2 separate regions of the Gossypium hirsutum genome follow, and region 1 is linked to region 2. Evidence: chromatin contacts called from public Hi-C data. All regions are on one chromosome and are shown on one strand. Each heading gives the region's core, a stretch centred on a gene start, on an enhancer-like site or on the middle of the called end of the contact. The rest is flanking DNA. Distances are from core to core; before and after follow the strand shown.

Region 1 (2,911 bases), core at 48-2,547, 190 kb before region 2:
AGTCGAAAACATATCCCTGTTGTTTCTGCTTGTCCGTAATTACTATCTGCATAGATTAATCTTTTTTGTAGTGAAATATTATCATGTCCAAAGGAGTATGAGTCTCTTATTTTATTGAACTCTTGTTTATACTTAGCAACCCAACCCATTTCATTCACCAGGGCAATGTTGCCAGTCTTATCAGCACCATTCAAGCAAACAAGGTTATTGAAGTAGGTATACCAGCTGGGCAGGGTACAACAATTCGTTAAGTCATGTATATCTATTTTTTTTAAAGCCATTTTTTTGTTAGATAAATCTTGTTTATCCGCAATAGATCCGGTTGTGAGTAGGGCAAAACCATTTTATTCGAACTACTTGGTTTTTCTTTAAATCATATGATCTAGTCGAAAAATTTTGACACTGCATGCAATTCTTGATCTTGTTTGTGTCGGTATTATTTTTTCATTTCACAATTTTGTTTAATGTATTAATAATTGGTAATAGTATCATGGAGGCTTTTGTAGTTGAGGTGGGGTTGTATTTTGCCCTTTAACTAAAAAGATGGGTAAATTAGTCTCTATATATTAGATGAAAAAATAAATTGACCATTCATTTAAAAATTGACACGGCAACATTAAATATACATATCATATTTTTAATGGTAAAAGAATATTTTAACGCAAAATGCAATCTAGGTTTCAATAGTATTTTTACTATTAATAATTCTTGATATATTAGATGATAGTGTTTCCATGTGATGTCGTGAAAAAGAGTATTTTATTTTAGAGATAAGAAAAGAAGGTAAGTTTGGAATTTGGTTGGGGTAGTGTCCACTATTGCAATTATTTATTGGATTTTATTTTATTAATATTATTATCATCATCGTGAGTGATGTTCTTTTTGCTAATTAATATAGTAGATATTATTGATAGTAATTCTTTTTGAAGTAAATGATAAAATAATATAATATTTCTTAATATTCTATTATTATTTATGAAATAGTAAAATGAATCATTGAAGTTGACCCGAGTAGGTTCATGAATTATGTTAGAAAGTTTATTAAGTGATACATCTATAAATTAATCTAAAAAAGGTAAATTAATCATTGTAATAAATTGTTTTTATTAAGAATATTTTTTCATTTTACTGTTAAAAATTGAGATGATTAACAATAAAAATAGATGGAATTTTTAATATAAAGATCAATGTGATTTTTAATCTTATGGAATTAATCATAATAAAAAGTCTCCCATTGTATTTTTATCCATAAATAATCAAAGGTATTGGTGGGGTTGGTGAAATAATGCCTACCTTACCAAGTTTATAGGAAGACGCTAATGGTAGGTCCGAAAATTTCTCTAATTTCTTTTAACTTGGAATGTGTTGTGTTAATATTTCGTTTTTTATAATTAAATCAAATGGAATAATGTACTTTAATTATTAATATATAATAATATAGGCGGGGCTAAGTGCATGCAACGCATTTCGGTCATTTAGACCGACGATAAATTTTAGTTTTAAAAATTAAAGTGGAAGTGAAGAAGTGCTTGCGAAAGTGGGTATTTCTCCAAACAAAGATACGAAACAAAGAACAAAAAAAGGGACACAATTCGGTTTTTTATATTTGTAGAAATAGTTATTATCTTTGATATTTACAATAAGCGAATTTAAATTTATCATATTTGTAGTGATAATTTCTTCATTTTTTTGTATTTTTAAAAATTAGTATACTTGCCACTAAATTCAGTTTTTGAAAAATTACAATACAAAAGATTTTATAATCAAATGCATTCTCATAAATAATGTTCTTTACCTTAATAGATTAAGTGCTTTCATGGCCAATACATCAATTTTATACTAGTTTTTCAATTATATAGAGTTGTTCGAGGCTTTCTAATATATAATTTATACTTAATTATATGTGTTTGAGGATCAAATTGATAGAATTTGTAAATATTGAGTGTTAAATTTATTGAATTATTTAGAAATAGGATTAAATTGATTGAATATATGAATATTGAGGACTAAATTTGTTATTATGTCAATTTAAAAAAAAGGTCACATCATCACTTTAGTTAACCATTTAACGAAATATGACCAAAATAGAAATAATTTAAAATGTGTGGTTATAATAGAAATGATCTAAAATATTAGTGATTAAATTGAACATTTTTAAAGTTAGGTAACTAAAACAAAAATGGATGACTAATTCTATAGCATTCCCTAGTTTTTTTCTTTAAAAGTTAAAAATCATATAAGCGACTTTTTTTTTTCGATCAATATAGAAATGATATAAAACGTGTGTGACCATAATAGAAATGATCTAAAATGTTAGTAATTAAATTGAAAATTTTTATAGTTGGATGACTAAAAAAAATATTAATTCTATAGCTTACCTAATTTTTTTAAAATTAAAAATCGCATATGCAAATTTATTTTAAATGAATGAAGACATTGAAATGCTATTCAATAATCATGAGTTGCCAATCAACATCTTATTTATCCATTAATAGGCTATTAGACAATTCTAATTGGATTTACAAATTATAATTTGCTTATTCATTATTTATCCATTAATTCACATATGGAAAATCCAATCTCTCAACTATGCTATAGGTTAGGCCACATTTTGATATTTTACCATCTTTCTTTAATGAAATCAATTTGCAATTCATGTTATTCATAATTATTTAACTTTTTTCTTACTTTATAGGACTAATAACTTAAAATGCTTCCACTTCAAATATAAATATTTTTGTCAATCATACTTTGGTTTAGTTGGTAAAGGTGGAAGTCTTAGATCTTGAGTATTCATATTCGAGATCCATCATTCGCAATTATATATGTGGGTTTCAAAGTCTCATCATGTGCGGTTGTCATGTGTGGGTTTAGTCCAGTTAATCTAGTTTGTTGACTTTAGTTTGGTCGT
Region 2 (2,934 bases), core at 298-2,797:
CCTTGCCGTGTCTTCATCAACTATTTTATGTATTAACTCCTTATCCCAGGTATTGGTCTCAGCCTCAATTAATTGATTCACATTCATCCACTTAGGCATTATCTTCTAATTTGATATTCTATTGTTCTCATATCCAGGCAACCAAGAATCGTGCCATATGTTAATTCGAGTACCACTACCAACACGCCATACCAACCCTTCCTCAATCAAATCTGTGGCACTGCAAATACTTCTCCAGGTAAGTGAAGGGTAAGACCCAATTTTTGCTGACAATAAGTCTGAAGATGGAAAATAGAGAGCTTTTAAAACTTTGGCTAAAAGACAATTAGGCTGAGAAAAAATGCACCAAACCTGCTTAGCTAACAACGCCTTATTAAACAGAAACAAATTTTTAAAACCCATCCCACCAACACATTTTGGTCTATATAAAAAATCCCAAGGACTCTAATGAATACCCTTCGCGGATTTGTTATTTGTCCACAAAAACTTGTTCATTATGCCTTCCAACTTCCGACATAACGATTTTGGCATAAGAAAGAATTGCATTACATAAAGCGAAATGGCTTGTAATACTGATTTGATGAAAACCTCATTCCCCCCAATTGAGAGATAGCGTAAACTCCACCCTTTTACCTATTTTCTGAACCTGTTAACAAAATGGGAGAAAGCCCACATTTTATTCTGACCAACCATCATAGGCAAGCCTAAGTTCTTTTCTGGACTTGCAGCCAACCTAACCCCTAAAAGATTGATAATGTTTCCCTTGATAGTTGAATCCACATTAGCCCCAAAATAAATGAAGGACTTATCAAAATTCACACGCTGCCCTGAAATCATTTCATACTCATGGATGACATCTCGAACCGCATAAGCTGTTTCGCAAGAAACATCTCTAAAGAGTATACAATCATCTGCAAAAAATAGGTGATTGATTGACAACCTTTTATTTCCAATTGATGCAACCCTCATCAATCCTTTGTGCTTTGCTTCCCTAATGAGAATAGAAAAACCCTCAGAAAAAATGAGAAAAAGATAAGGGCTGAGCGGATCACCCTGCCTTAGGCCTTTGGAAGGTAAAAACCACTCACCATTAGACCCATTAAAGCTCACCGAATATGAGACAGAACAAACACATCTCATTATCCAAACAATCCAATCATGAAAATTGAGGTGAGTAATCATTCCTGCCAAAAAATCCCATTCCTCACGATCATACGCTTTACTTATATCTAGTTTAAGCGCAAAATTTCCTTTCTTGCCACTTTTCTTTATTTTGAGAGAATGAAGGAGCTGATAAGCAATTAGCATATTATCCGATAAAAGCCTTTCTGGGATAAAAGCCCATTGAGCTTCATCAATGCAATCTTCCAAAACACTACTCATACGATTCACCAAGACCTTCGCGATAATTTTGTAAATTACATTACAAAGGCTTATGGGTTTAAATTGTGACAAATTCTTAGGTTTTTCGACCTTGGGGATCAGCACAATACGTGTCTTATTAATATCAGCTATTTCAGCTTATCCATTCAGAATAAATAAACAATAAGAGGAAATATCAGGCCCAATTAAGTTCCAGTACCTTTGAAAAAATATTGTGGGAAACCCATCCACACCAGGTGCTTTCAAGGGTGCCATCATCTTGACTGCCGCACCAATATCCTCTTCAGTAAACAGTTTGAGAAGTGTATCATTCATGCTCTCAGTAACTCTTTTCTCCACTAGTCCAAATACATGCTCGTCTGAGCCCACCTCAGAAGCCGAAAAAAGATTCTTAAAATAATCGGAAGCAAGATTTAACAACTCAGTCGAAGAAGTCCTTCTACCATTCCCATTTTCCAACTCTAAAATACGACCACGAAACTGGCGTTGAATAGTTATTTTATGAAAATAGCTAGTATTGCGATCACCATTCTGTAGCCAATTAACACGAGCTCTTTGCTCTTAAAACAGTTCTTCTTTATTAGCCTCCAAATTAAGCCCCAATTGGACCTCTGTAATTTTCGCTAAATTCTCGTCGGAGAGATCTTGATTAAAAAAAAACTCCAATCTATCTTCCAATTCCACATGATTTCTTTTATCCTCTCTAAATTTGGATGTACTCCAACGTTGAAGTTGATGACCAAGCCTCTCTAGCTTTTTCGGAACGCTGCCTGAAATATCATTCTACAAACTTTTAACCAGTCCTATGAAAGAACTATCCAAGCATCACTTGGCCTCAAACCGAAACATTTTATTTGAGATACCTAGACCATTCCTACTCTTTTTCATTGTGTCCAACAGAATAGGGCAATGATCAGAGAAGGAATGACTTAAGTGTTCTACTTGATAACTGGGGAAATTATTAATCCAACTCAGTGTAGCAACCCCACGATCCAAACGCTTCCGTATGTTTGTGTCAGAGAAATTCCCTCTCTCCCATGTATACCACCGACCAACATAGTCCAAATCATTAAGACTGCAATCTTCCAGCGCCATTCAGAAAGCATTCATCTGGCGTTCTGATCTAAGACCACCACCTTTCTTCTCAAAAGAATTTGTAATCTCATTGAAGTCCCCCAAAACAACCCATGGAGTGTATTGGTCATGGCTTAATTGTCTAAGCAATTTTCAAGATGTACCTCTATACCTTCCATCCGGATTCCCATAAAACCCAGTTAATCGCCAAGTGTCGCCATGTTCATTGTCATGAATCTCAACATCTATATGAAAAGAAGAAAAACTTTTAAGACTAACCAAAGCGTTTCCTTTCCATCCCAATAAAATACCTCCTCGAGACCCCACTGCCCCAATATCAATCCCATTCTCAAAACCGCAATTCATCCTGACCATCTCCATCCTTTTAGAGTTTAATTTTGTATCCATAAGAAACAAAATCCGGGGATTAATGACTCTCAACTTATTCTTGAGCCTTTTAATAGTCCGGGGCCTCCC

Evidence for each region. Hi-C and Micro-C count contacts between places; a contact is called where the count stands out from the background.
Region 1: a contact with region 2 is called in a Hi-C map of hypocotyl, with 4 times the contacts expected there. The contact joins two enhancer-like sites. A contact is called at or near these places in 11 of 34 Hi-C or Micro-C datasets (callus, hypocotyl, leaf and 1 more).

Annotation. Positions count from the first base shown.
Region 1 is chrA09:2,277,872-2,280,782 of Gossypium_hirsutum_v2.1, reverse strand. LOC107939130 (eukaryotic translation initiation factor 3 subunit M) reads left to right here. Exons shown (of 10, transcript XM_041077609.1): 10 at 162-407. The coding sequence ends at 251. Among protein-coding and RNA genes, the nearest start is that of LOC121206592, 14 kb to the left of the region's middle. Within about 2 kb of position 1,297, at least 1 of the 9 cell types and tissues checked has an H3K27ac peak or open chromatin away from gene starts, as enhancers often do. A contact at or near this core is called in hypocotyl, where this site is marked.
Region 2 is chrA09:2,084,529-2,087,462 of Gossypium_hirsutum_v2.1, reverse strand. No RefSeq gene overlaps it. Among protein-coding and RNA genes, the nearest start is that of LOC107888467, 18 kb to the left of the region's middle. Within about 2 kb of position 1,547, at least 7 of the 9 cell types and tissues checked have an H3K27ac peak or open chromatin away from gene starts, as enhancers often do. A contact at or near this core is called in hypocotyl, where this site is marked.